2 separate regions of the Mus musculus genome follow, and region 1 is linked to region 2. The links are chromatin contacts, called in public Hi-C maps. All regions are on one chromosome and are shown on one strand. Each heading gives the region's core, a stretch centred on a gene start, on an enhancer-like site or on the middle of the called end of the contact. The rest is flanking DNA. Distances are from core to core; before and after follow the strand shown. Region 1 overlaps Trip4 (thyroid hormone receptor interactor 4). Region 2 holds the start of Pif1 (PIF1 5'-to-3' DNA helicase).

Region 1 (6,021 bases), core at 1,291-3,790, 260 kb after region 2:
GAGAATTATCATTATCCCCAGCAACAGAAAAGAAATTAAAAGAATCTCAAATGGGTATTTGCACACTAATGTTCTAAGCGACACCAACAGTGCTATAACTGATGAATAAAAAAATATGAAGAATCTATCTCCATCAAAGTATTTTCCAGTCTGAGAAAGACAGGAAATGCTAAGACATTCTATAAGATGCGAAAACTATGGAAATATGATAAATGAAATAAGACACAAAAAGATAAATTCTTCATGATTCTACTTAAAAAGGTACTTAGAACAGGCAAAGCCACACAGATAGGAAGTAAAATAGGAACCAGTTAGCTAGCTAAGAGGGTAAAGGCACTTAGCAAGCAAAAGGCTGTCCATAAATAAAAAAATGTAGCGAAGATACTAGATGCCCTCTTACCTCTATAAAGTTGCCTTATAACCTCCACACATACACCATGACTTACATGCTTGAGCATATGCAAGCACACATGGTGGAAAGAAGGAAGAAAGGAAGGAAGGAAGGAAGGAAGGAAGGAAGGAAGGAAGGAAGGAAGGAAGGAAGGGGGAAAGGGAAGGAGGGGGGAAGGAGGGAGGAAGGAGAGGGGCTGGAGAGATAGGACCTAGTTTGGCTCCTAGCACCAAGGCAGCACACAACTGCCTATAACTCCAGTTCCAGGGGATCCAATGTCCTCTTTTGACTTTCATGGCTCCTGTACATAGGTAGTACATATACATACACTCAAAATTTAAAACAGAAATGAAACATTTTTAAAAATGAAAATAAGTAGCTGGGCATAGTTTAATCCCAGCACTAGGTAGGCAGGTGGGTCTCTGTGAGTTGGAGGCCAGCATGGTCTACTGAATGAGTTCTAGGACAGCCAGGGCTACATAGTGAGACCCTGTCTCAAAAAGCAAGCCTCCCTCCCCCAACAAAAAAAGTGAAATAGTAGTTATACCAGGGACTAAAAGGGGAGGGGAAACAAGTAATGATTTAATCGGTGCAGGTTGGCAGTTAGGATACTAGGTAGTGATGGTAACTATACTCCAATATATTTAATGTCACTGATCCATAACACATAAATGTGCTTAAAATGGAAAAGTATCTTATATAAGGTTTATCACAATAAAAATAAAAGTTTAAAAATTAAGGTTAGGTGCTAGAGAGCTTGGTTAGGGGTGAAGGGTACCTCCTGCTCTTTCAGAGGATTAGAATCTGTTTCCAGTACCAATATCAGGCAACTCAACTGCCTGTAACTCTAGCTCCAGGGGGTCTGATGCCCCCTTCTGGCCTCTAGGTACCTGCACACACAAGACATACTTACACATAAACATACATTTAAAAAATATTTCTTGGGGGCTGGAGAGATGGCTCAGAGGTTAAAAGCACTGACTGCTTCCAGAGGTCCTGAGTTCAATTCCCAGCAACCACATGGTTGCTCAAAACCATCTATAATGGGATCGGATGCCCTCTTCTGTTGTGTCTGAAGACAGCTACAGTGTACTCATATAAATAAATAAATAGTTAAAAAATCAAATATAAATAAAATTAAATAAAAAATATTGCTCTATTTTCTGTGAAACTCAAGATAACTCAAACAAGCAATAGGATGAATATTTATACACCATCCAAAGAAACATAAATTTGATACTCATTTGCTGAGAAATGATAGTAAAAAAACAAGGTTTTTATTTTTCATAATTAAAGTGTTTCCAAAACAGAAAAAAAAAAAAAAAAAAAAAAAAGCCAAACCATTTCGTATGGCTAGTAAGAGCACAGCAATTCAGAAGAGAGCAGTCTGGTGTCTGAGTCAAGAAGACCCAGGCAGCACTGGTCAACCTTGTGTACTGTGACAAGCATAATGCAAACTGTGTACCAAGGCTCTGGTGAAGTTATTTGACACAGCCTTGGATGAGGTTTGCCAGAAACAGCTATATTCATGTGAATTTGAATTCATTTTTGGTACTTGCATGTCTAGAAACCTTTTATACTGCTAAATTTCTCTAAACCCCACATTCACTTTCAAAGTCCCAAAAGGAGAGGCTGTGACTCAATTCGTCAGAAGTTGAGTTTGCCTCTGTACCTGGCTTCCTAGAATGTTTCAAAGCCCTATTACATGGCTTCATCTTGTTCTTCCTTCAGGACTTTGTTCAAATGTCAATTCTGACATAAATCTCTCCCGACCCCACTATTTAAAAATCAGCGGTAGAGTGCTTGCTGCTTGCCAAGAATGCACAAGGCTCTGGTTCAATAATCAGCACCAACAAAAATAAATAATGAAAACATAAGGAAATCACAGCACCAATTACCCTATAAATTTAGCACTTTGAACTTCTTTCCTACCTTATCTTTTTCCATAGTACTTACCATGATCTGATAACATATATTTATATTTTTTGCTTCTCTTCACTAAGATGAAAGCTTCAAAAGGGCAGACATTCCCACACCCACCCTTGGAGGGAGGGCTAGGAGATGGCTCAGTGCCTAAGAGCATCTGCTGTGAAAAAAACAGGGCTCAAGTACAGGAAGCTTCAAGTTCAGTGGAAAATGGTCTCAGAAAGTAAGGAGACTGATAGAGGAAGGCACCGGATGTTCTCTGCCCCTCTCTCTGCTAGGATCAGACACAACATACATTAGGCAATCAATGAATAGTTGTTGAATGCTGTTGGCACCGTCCCAGCAGCTGGGATCATGAGCCTTTTACCACAACTTCCACTGAACTTGAGAGTGTTCACAAGAAACAGAAATGAGGAACAAAGCAGAAGTCTAAAGAGAAGTCCATTTGGATAAGTCTTGTATCTCTCAAGAATATAATAACCCTTGCCCTTGAGGTCTGGACACGAAGGGCCACATTACACACTAAGCAGTGCTTAGTTGGCCCGGTAATGTGGGCCTCTAGTCCCAGCTGCTGGCAAGATTGAGGCAGGCAAGCACAAGTTACAGAGAGAGTTTAAAGAGAGCCTGGGCAACTTACTGAGACTGTATTAAAGTAAAGTATAAGCAAGGCTGGGGCTGTAGCTCAGAGGTGATCGATCAGCATGCACAATGCCCTTGGTTCAATGCCCAGCACTGTGGAGGGGTGGAGGGAAAGAAGGCTTTGTATCTTTGGTCTGAGATTTACAAAGCAGCAACTGCAGCGGCTCAGCAAGAATCAATTCGCAAGGGTAATGAACACAAATAAACTCTAATGTCACATCCAGTTTAGATGCTAAGCTAAGGGTCACTGATAGAGCATAATAAATAGGTCGGGAAATATGAGCTTTATAATCAAGGAACAATCCAAATTTGGGCACAGACTCTGGCAGGTGCTTTTATTTTGGTCTGTAGAGACTTTTATCACGAGTTCCAGCCCGAGGAGCAGCAGAGGTGGGCCTACCTCTCTTTCATGCCTCATAACTTTCATAGCTGTCTAACATAACAAGTAATTAACTGCCAAACAGCTATTTCTTCTCCTCTGAGGGGAAACTGCTCACCAGTCATTTAGAAAACATTGTTTTGTCATTTTCCAAACAGAGAGGAAAAAGGTTAGTACCTTTTGGCAACTACTACTGATTTAGAGCCAAATAAAAATTTCTGCCCAACTCGGCAAGGCCCCACTTCATCCTTTTGTTAAAATGATCAATAACTTCTTAATTATGTCACTCTTCCCAACAGATCCCCAGGTGAATTGCATATATACACACTGCACTGTGTGTGTGTGGCCATGTCTGTGTGTGTGGTGGTAGTGCCTGAAACAGGGCCTTGCACATGCTGGCCAAGCACTATCAATGAACTATAGCTCTAGCCTATAACTTATAAAAATCTTTTTCCTGTTTCCTGATGACTAATAGCAAAAGCAAACACTTAAGAAACAATTCACCCCCAGCCAACCCCCCCACACCCCATACCCCCCCACACACACGCAGATGCACAGCTTGGTCTTCATGTGGGTTCCCCAACAACTGGAGCAGGAGCTGTTCCTGAATCTACGGCATGCCTGCGGATCCCATTCCCCTAACTGGGCTGCTATGTCTTGCCTCAGTGGGAGAGGATGCACCTTGTCCTGCAGTGACTTGATGGGCCAGGGTGAGATAATACCCAGGGGTCTCTCTTCCTCTTCTCGAAGGAGAAGGGGAGGGGGGAAATGGGGGAAGAGCTGTATATAGGGGAACTGGGAGGGGAAGGGGGGCTGATATTGGGATGTAAAGTAAATAAATAAATGAAAGCAAAGAAAACAATTCACTAACAAGAATATATATTTGCTGGGGAGAAGGGACACAACTAGATAATCTATGAATCAGGCTCTGATTTAAGAGCATCAAAGCACTAGGCTGGCATGCTTTTAACCCGAGCACTCAGAAGGGAGGTAGGAGCAAGTGGATCCCGGTACACAGAGCTAGTTTTTCCTAGGACAGCCAGAGCTGTACAGAGAAACCTTGGGCTGAAACGAACAAAATGAAAACCAACCAAACAAAAAAATCTCTACTACTATCTAAGCAGCACAGATGTCAGGCTTAGTAGCAAACTCCTTTGTCAACACTGAGCCATCTTGCCAGCTCAATAGCTCTTTACTTGACAATGAACATAAATTTCCTAGATTTCCTTACATACCAGCAGTGGCAATGAAGGCCTTTTATGCCAGCACTGAGGAGGCAATGGCAGATAGATCTGTATGTATTCCAGGCCAGCCAAGACTACATAGTGAGATCTTGCCTCAAAAAAAAGAGAGACGGAGGGAGGGAGGGAGGGAGGGAGGGAAGGAAGGAAGGAAGGAAGGAAGGAAGGAAGGAAGGAAGGAAGGAAAAATATTTACTTATATAATTATCCACTCATCAATAAATATTTGGGTGCCTAGTATAAGCCAGACACCATTGTAGATACTAAAGGAAATGATAAAATTAGCCATAGATTCTGCTCTCAGGTATTTGAGAGTCCACTAGATATGTGTGTTAAGGATCAGAAGTGAAGACACAGGTGTGTTTTGTGTTTTCTGTGGTTGTTGGCTTAAGCCCAGTAAACATGCTGTATGAGCCCTGTACCACTGAATATACCTCTGCCCAAGAGACCGTTAAAGAAGCCAAAGTTGCTGGGCATGGTGGTACATGCCTATAATGCTAGCATTCTTCAGGCTGAGGCAAGAGGATTGCAGGATTGGAAAGTTCCAGCCTGGGTAACATCGTGAGACCTGAGAGTCTATGAGAGGTGTGGGAAGAGAGACTACCTTTCAGGGCTTGAAGAAGGGAAATATAATCTCTAGTCAGAAGAGATTCCATGTCTTTGGAGAATAATAATAGACACTATCACACTCAATCACTAAATATGTGCCACACTCATGTATATGTATTTTATTTTCTAAATCTCTGGACAATTTGGGATAGGCATGGTAGCACACTTTTGTGAGACAGAGTTTGTCTGTAGCCCTGGCTGTCCTGGAACTCACTTTATCAACCCAGCTGGCCTCAAACTCACAGAGATCTGTCTGCCTCTGCCTCTTGAGTGCTGGGATTAAAGGCATTGGCCACCACCACCCAGCTCTGTAGCACACACTTTTTAATCCCAGCAATTGAGAATTAAAAATAAGTGAATCTCAGTAAGTTCAAGGCCGTGCAGGTCCATAAAGCAAGTTCTATGCCACCTAGTACCATCCTGTGTCAAAAACAAAACAAGATACTAGAGACTTGGCCCCATGCTTAAGAGCACTGGCTGCTCTTCCAGAAGACTTGGGTTTAGTTCCTAACACCCACATGTTAGTATACAGCGTCCGTAGCTCCTGTTGCAGGGGCTCTAACATCTGGCCTTAGGGGGCACTCATGCAGTGGAGCACTGACACACTTGCAGACAAACCAGCCATACACATAAAGTAAAACAAAATAAACAACAAAACTTGCTAAACTAAGTATCATTACCCTACTTTCAATGATGCTCTTAAAGAAGCTAGAAGAAGTCATATTCTTCTCCCTAAGAGGACTGCAATTCTATTCTTGGTGTCAATCACTAGATAGGGGAACCCAGTAGAATCTTTCTCAGCATAATTCCTTGAAGATAGGATCTGGTCTGTTACA
Region 2 (5,569 bases), core at 1,304-3,803:
ACAATTCCCAAATTTCACACACACACACACCACAACCAGGGATGTTGGCATCATGTATTCCTAGCTCTTAAGAGGCATAGGCAGGAGAATTGCTCGTATAAGACTACCCAGGGCTGTATCATAGCATGTCCTAGGCCAGCCTGAACTCTCTAGCAAGACCCTGTCTCAAAACCCAAAAGAAGCTACAGGCAGAGGCAGGCAACTCTCTGAGTTCCAGGTAAAGTTAGCCTACAGAGTGAGTTTCAGGACAGCCAGGGCTACACAGAGAAATCCTGTCTTGAAAAAACAAAACGTGAGTGTGTGTGTGTGTGTGTGTGTGTGTGTGTGTGTGTGTGTGTGTTAGAGAAAGAGACAGACAGAGACAAGGTACAAATGTGGAGGTCAGAGGACAACTTAGAAGAGTAGGTTCTATCCATCCATCCACCAAATGGGTCTGTAGGATCAAATTTAGGTTGTCAGGCTTGGTGGCAGGTGCCTTTAACTGCTGAACGATCACTTGGGCTCTACGGTAAAGTTCTTTTAACCTTTCTGCATTATATTTTCTTGAATATTTTCATAATAAAATGTTAGGGCACAAGGGTCTGAGAATAAGAATTATAAATTTGGGCTGGAGAGATGGCTCAGTGGTTAAGATCACTGACTGCTCTTCCAAAGGTCCTGAGTTCAATTCCCAGCAACCACATGGTGGCTTACAACCACCCGTAATGAGATCTGATGCCCTCTTCTGGTGCATCTGAGGACAGCCACAGTGTACTTACATATAATAATATTTAAATCTTTATATTTAAAAAAAGAATTATAAATTTTTGGAGGCAGAGGCAGGCAGATTTCTGAGTTCAAGACCAGCCTGTTCTACAGAGTGAGTTCCAGGACAGCCAGGGCTACACAGAGAAACCCTGTCTCGAAAAAGCCAAAAAAGAAGGAAAGAAAAAAAGAAAGAATTATAAATTTTTATCTCAGTAAATACAGAGTTTTTATGTGATGTTGTGAATAGCTTTTAAATTTTTAATATTTATTTAAACATATATGCATATGCACACACATCTATATGTTCATAGAGTTTTTCCTACATGTTTGAATGTGTGTACCAGAAGGTGTTAGATCTCCTGGAACACAAGGTTGTGAGTCACTGTACTAGCTGAAAACAAATGGTCTTAACCTGTGAGCCATTCCTCCAGTTCCAACGAAAACATTTTCAGGATTAGAGAGATGGCTCAGCAGTAAAGAGCACACATGGGTCTTGCAGAGATCTCCAAGTCCCAGACCCCACGTGGTGGTTCACAAGCATCAGTTTCAGGAGGTTCAACAGGCACACAAGTGGAGCACATGCAGGCAAAACATTCATACACATAAAGTAAAATAATTCTTAACAATTCTTATAATTCTTATTTTGAATATCAAATTTGAGGGCTGTACACTCTGATCCTCAGCGCTGACTGGCCACAGTGGTAGATGCATGGAATTGTAACATTTAGGTGGAGGCAGAAAGATCAGAAACTCAATGTTATGTCCCTGAGAGTAGCAACTTAGAGATATTTGAGGCTAGCCTTGGATATATGATATCTTGGAGGGAAGAGGGGGAGGGGAAAGAAAGAAGAAAGAAAGAAAGAATGAATGAATTTAGTTTGTAGTGGCTATTATTATCTGTAAAATGAGGTGACTGGACCCACCCAGAAGATCCCTTCCAGCTATGTAATTTCAAACTTCAGTGAAGGAAAAATAATAATTAAAAGTAAGTTTTCAAAGCTGGATCTTGTCAAGTGCTTATAGTCACAGCTATTTAGGGAGCTGAAGGAGGATCCCTTAAGGCCAGGAATTTTTAAAACCAGCCTACACGGATTTCTGAGTTCGAGGCCAGCCTGGTCTACAAAGTGAGTTCCAGGACAGCCAAGGCTACACAGAGAAACCCTGTCTCGAAAAACCAAAAAAAAAAAAAAAAAAAAAAAAAAAAGCCTATAAAATGTAACAAGGCCCCAACTGAAAAAGATAAATTCTCGGAGTGGTCAAAGCAACCAGAGGAGTAAGAATTCCCTGAGAACAAGGACTAACTGGCTTCCTTTATAACCACTGGACATCTGTAGTCTCAGCAGGGTAAAAGACAAGGGGGCAGAGAAGGGCAAAGAATTAGGGAACAGGGAAGCGGACTTGGCTGGCCCAGGGAATGACCTGAACAGGAGCCAGTGGTTCGTTCTGTGGGTGGGAACAGGGTCTCCCCAAAGCCAAGCACAGTCATGTGGTGGTGGTAGAATGAGAAAAGCAGACAGCGTAAATTGAAGGGTTCTCAAATCTTTAGAGCCGCCTTGGGTAACAATACGCCACGCGCCACGGAGCCGCAGCCCCATCCCTACCCCACCACGCCCACTCGTGGAACTCTAAAACGCACCCAAGACCAAACACAAAAAGCCTGCTTCTGGTTAACTGTCCTCAGAGAGTTGGAAAGACGAAGAAACGCCGGCCCGTAGACACGCCCCCGCCCCTGTCCCTGATTGGCTAGAGAATTTAAAGACCAGGCCGGTGATAGGGTGGTTTTTCTATTCCTAGTATTTGAATGTTCTTCCTGCTGAAGCTTTCTGCCGGCCGGTTCAGATCAGCTTTTTCATCTGAAAGCAACGAGTCTATCGGATCCTTGAGGTGGGAGGCAAAGAACGCGATTATTTTAGTGATCCTCGCTGGGAGAGGTACAGATTCGTGGGTCAGACGGAGGGACAATGGATTCCTGGGCCTGGAGGTTCCAGACATTCCCTAATCATTTACCCTTTCCAAAGCACTGGAACCACACTGACCCTGATACCTACTAATTGGTTATTGAAGGGGGTGTGCAAGTCTCAGCCTGTTTTCACTTCCAGCCAGTCTCTTTCCCATCGCCCAACGTGTGATTATTGTTCTGCTTCCTGGGTAGAAGTCCCTAACGAGTCCCCTGTTGGCCTGGGTGAGTCTCCTCAACAAGCTTCTTTTCTGAGCAGGAACACCTTTCTAATGTGGACATTGCAGGACAATCGCTCGCGAATCCTAAGTGCATGTGACCCCACCTTCCAGCAGCAGAGGACGTTTCTCCTCGCTCCAGAGTGCTTGGAATATCTTGGTGGCACCTTCTGTTACCAGTGACAACCTGTTGACACTAAGAGGTCTGGACAGGATTTCCCGTCACCGCAGCCATACCACCTATTACATCTCGATTTTCTGTGACTTATGCGCTCCGGTCTCTGCACGCCTGCAGAGGCATTGGAGATGCCTTCTAGCACAGAGGCGGCGACCGATGAATGTGACGATGCGGAGCTCCGGTGCCGGGTAGCCGTGGAGGAGCTGAGTCCTGGAGGGCAACCTCGCAAGCGCCAGGCCCTGCGCGCCGCAGAGCTGAGCCTAGGTCGAAACGAACGACGTGAGTTAATGCTGCGACTGCAGGCACCGGGACCCACGGGGCGGCCACGCTGTTTCCCGCTACGCGCCGTGCGCCTCTTCACCCGCTTCGCTGCGACTGGGCGCAGCACGTTGCGGCTCCCCACCGATGGAGTCCCTGGAGCTGGCTCAGTGCAACTGCTCCTCTCCGACTGTCCCCCGGAGCGCTTGCGCCGCTTCCTGCGCACGCTGCGCCTGAAGCTGGCGGTTGCCCCTGGGCCGGGACCCGCCTCTGCCCGCGCACAGTTGCTCGGCCCGCGGCCCCGAGACTTTGTCACCATCAGTCCAGTGCAGCCAGAGGAACTGCAGCGTGCTGCAGCCACCAAGGCTCCAGATTCTGCGCTGGAAAAGCGGCCAATGGAATCCCAGACTAGTACGGTGAGAACCAAAAAGGGAGTGTGGGCGAGCTATTATTGAGGATCGAAGAAACCCTGGAGGCCCAAGGTTGGGGGAAGATAGTCAGGAGTATTAAGGAGACAGCTGGTGATTTGAAATGCCCATCGTACCTTATTTGAATATGATGGTGAGGTGTAAATCATCCATGCTTACCCACCAGTAAGTCCCAAGATTAGATAAGCTGAGAACAGGAAACTAGGATCCTGGCCACATCCAAAGAAATAGCGGCGGAGGAGACAAGACAAAAACTTAGAGGAAAGAACGGGTATTAAGTCCCAGAAGAGAGGAACTTTGGGAAATAATAGAAAGGGATCAGGGGCAGGCAATCGTCCAATCACCTGAGGAGAAAACCATCAGGTGGATCTGACGGAGCTTTTAGATTCGATCGGGTGTGGTCACCAATCTAAGATGCCTGACACTGAACTGATGAAAAGCCAGAAATGAAGTCTGGTATCTGTCGGGACTAAGTTCGGATGACCCAAGCCTGCTCAAAGTTCCAAGTGACGTCAAGAGCACAGCAAAGGGCTGTTTTGCAGTGCATACAGACCAAGCAGCATGGCAGGAGGTTCTGACACAGCCCTGTTCCTCCCAGGAAGCTCCAAGGTGGCCCCTGCCTGTGAAGAAGCTGCGCATGCCCTCCACCAAACCGAAGCTTTCTGAAGAGCAGGCCGCTGTGCTGAGGATGGTTCTGAAAGGCCAGAGCATTTTCTTCACTGGGAGCGCAGGTAATAGAGCAGGAATAAGGTGGTGGGCAGCCCTAGGGGGGAGCAGGCAGGCAACTCTGACTTTGCCTACTACCCAGGGACAGGAAAGTCCTACCTGCTGAAACATATCCTGGGTTCCCTGCCCCCTACTGGTACTGTGGCCACTGCCAGCACTGGGGTGGCAGCCTGCCACATTGGGGGCACCACCCTTCATGCCTTTGCAGGTAAGTGTGAGCCCTTGGGCTTGGGGTAAGAGCAAGCCAGACCTGTGGCAAAGGAGGGAGAGATGAGGGGGGCTGGGATTTCAGCCCAGACTGAATTGCGTCACTCATAGGCATCGGCTCAGGCCAGGCTCCCCTGGCCCAGTGCATGGCCCTGGCCAATCGGCCAGGTGTGCGGCAGGGCTGGCTGAACTGCCAACGTTTGGTCATTGACGAGATCTCCATGGTGGAGGCAGACTTCTTTGACAAGTTGGAAGCTGTGGCCAGGTCAGTACGGACGGCAAGGGCAGTCACTGAGACCTGAGTCTGGTTATTTCCTCCAAGGGGTTTGCCCACCGAGCATCCGTCTCTAAAGCACTCCCTGCTCCCATCCAGAGCTGTCCGGCAACAGAAGAAGCCATTTGGAGGGATCCAGCTCATCATCTGTGGGGACTTCCTACAGTTGCCACCAGTGACCAAAGGCTCCCAGCAGCCTCAGTTCTGCTTTCAGGTACTGGTCACACCCTAACCCTGACCTCTGCTTGTGGGGGACTTACATCCCGATTCTGATCCTATGCTTGTGGGGGAGTCTCCTCTGATCCCTGACTCACCCCTGTCCTTTCCCCACCAGGCCAAGAGCTGGAGGAGGTGTGTGCCTGTGATTCTGGAGCTGACTGAGGTGTGGAGGCAAGCAGACCAGACCTTCATCTCTCTACTGCAGGCTGTGAGGTTAGGCAGGTAGGTCCCGGAAAAGCGGCCATGAGATGAGAATGCATGAATGGGTTTATGTTATTATGTTTGGGGGTGGCAGGTCCCATGTAGCCAAAGCTGGTAGAGAATTTGGATGTCCTTGAACCCCTGATCCTCTTACCC

What was found. Hi-C and Micro-C count contacts between places; a contact is called where the count stands out from the background.
Region 1: a contact with region 2 is called in a Hi-C map of liver, with 2.2 times the contacts expected there. The contact joins the enhancer-like site here to the promoter of Pif1 in region 2. A contact is called at or near these places in 12 of 39 promoter capture datasets (the 3T3-L1 cell line, 3T3-L1-derived adipocytes, the HPC-7 cell line and 5 more), 1 of 15 datasets of contacts at CTCF or cohesin (large pre-B cells), 32 of 484 Hi-C or Micro-C datasets (the 3T3-L1 cell line, 3T3-L1-derived adipocytes, CD4 T cells and 22 more), 22 of 115 datasets of contacts at active chromatin or transcription factors (the 230-238 cell line, the SCID.adh cell line, bone marrow-derived macrophages and 12 more) and 5 of 9 other capture datasets (adipose tissue, embryonic stem cells, liver and 2 more).

What each region holds. Positions count from the first base shown.
Region 1 is chr9:65,842,006-65,848,026 of GRCm38.p6, forward strand. All of the region lies in intron 12 of Trip4 (thyroid hormone receptor interactor 4), which reads right to left. Among named protein-coding and RNA genes, the nearest start is that of Zfp609, 17 kb to the left of the region's middle. Within about 2 kb of position 2,541, at least 45 of the 459 cell types and tissues checked have an H3K27ac peak or open chromatin away from gene starts, as enhancers often do. A contact at or near this core is called in the HPC-7 cell line, Th17 cells, adipose tissue and 6 more, where this site is marked.
Region 2 is chr9:65,584,621-65,590,189 of GRCm38.p6, forward strand. It overlaps Pif1 (PIF1 5'-to-3' DNA helicase), which reads left to right and starts at 2,554. Exons shown (of 12, transcript NM_172453.5): 1 at 2,554-3,774; 2 at 4,385-4,517; 3 at 4,595-4,720; 4 at 4,831-4,984; 5 at 5,093-5,207; 6 at 5,328-5,434. The coding sequence starts at 3,229.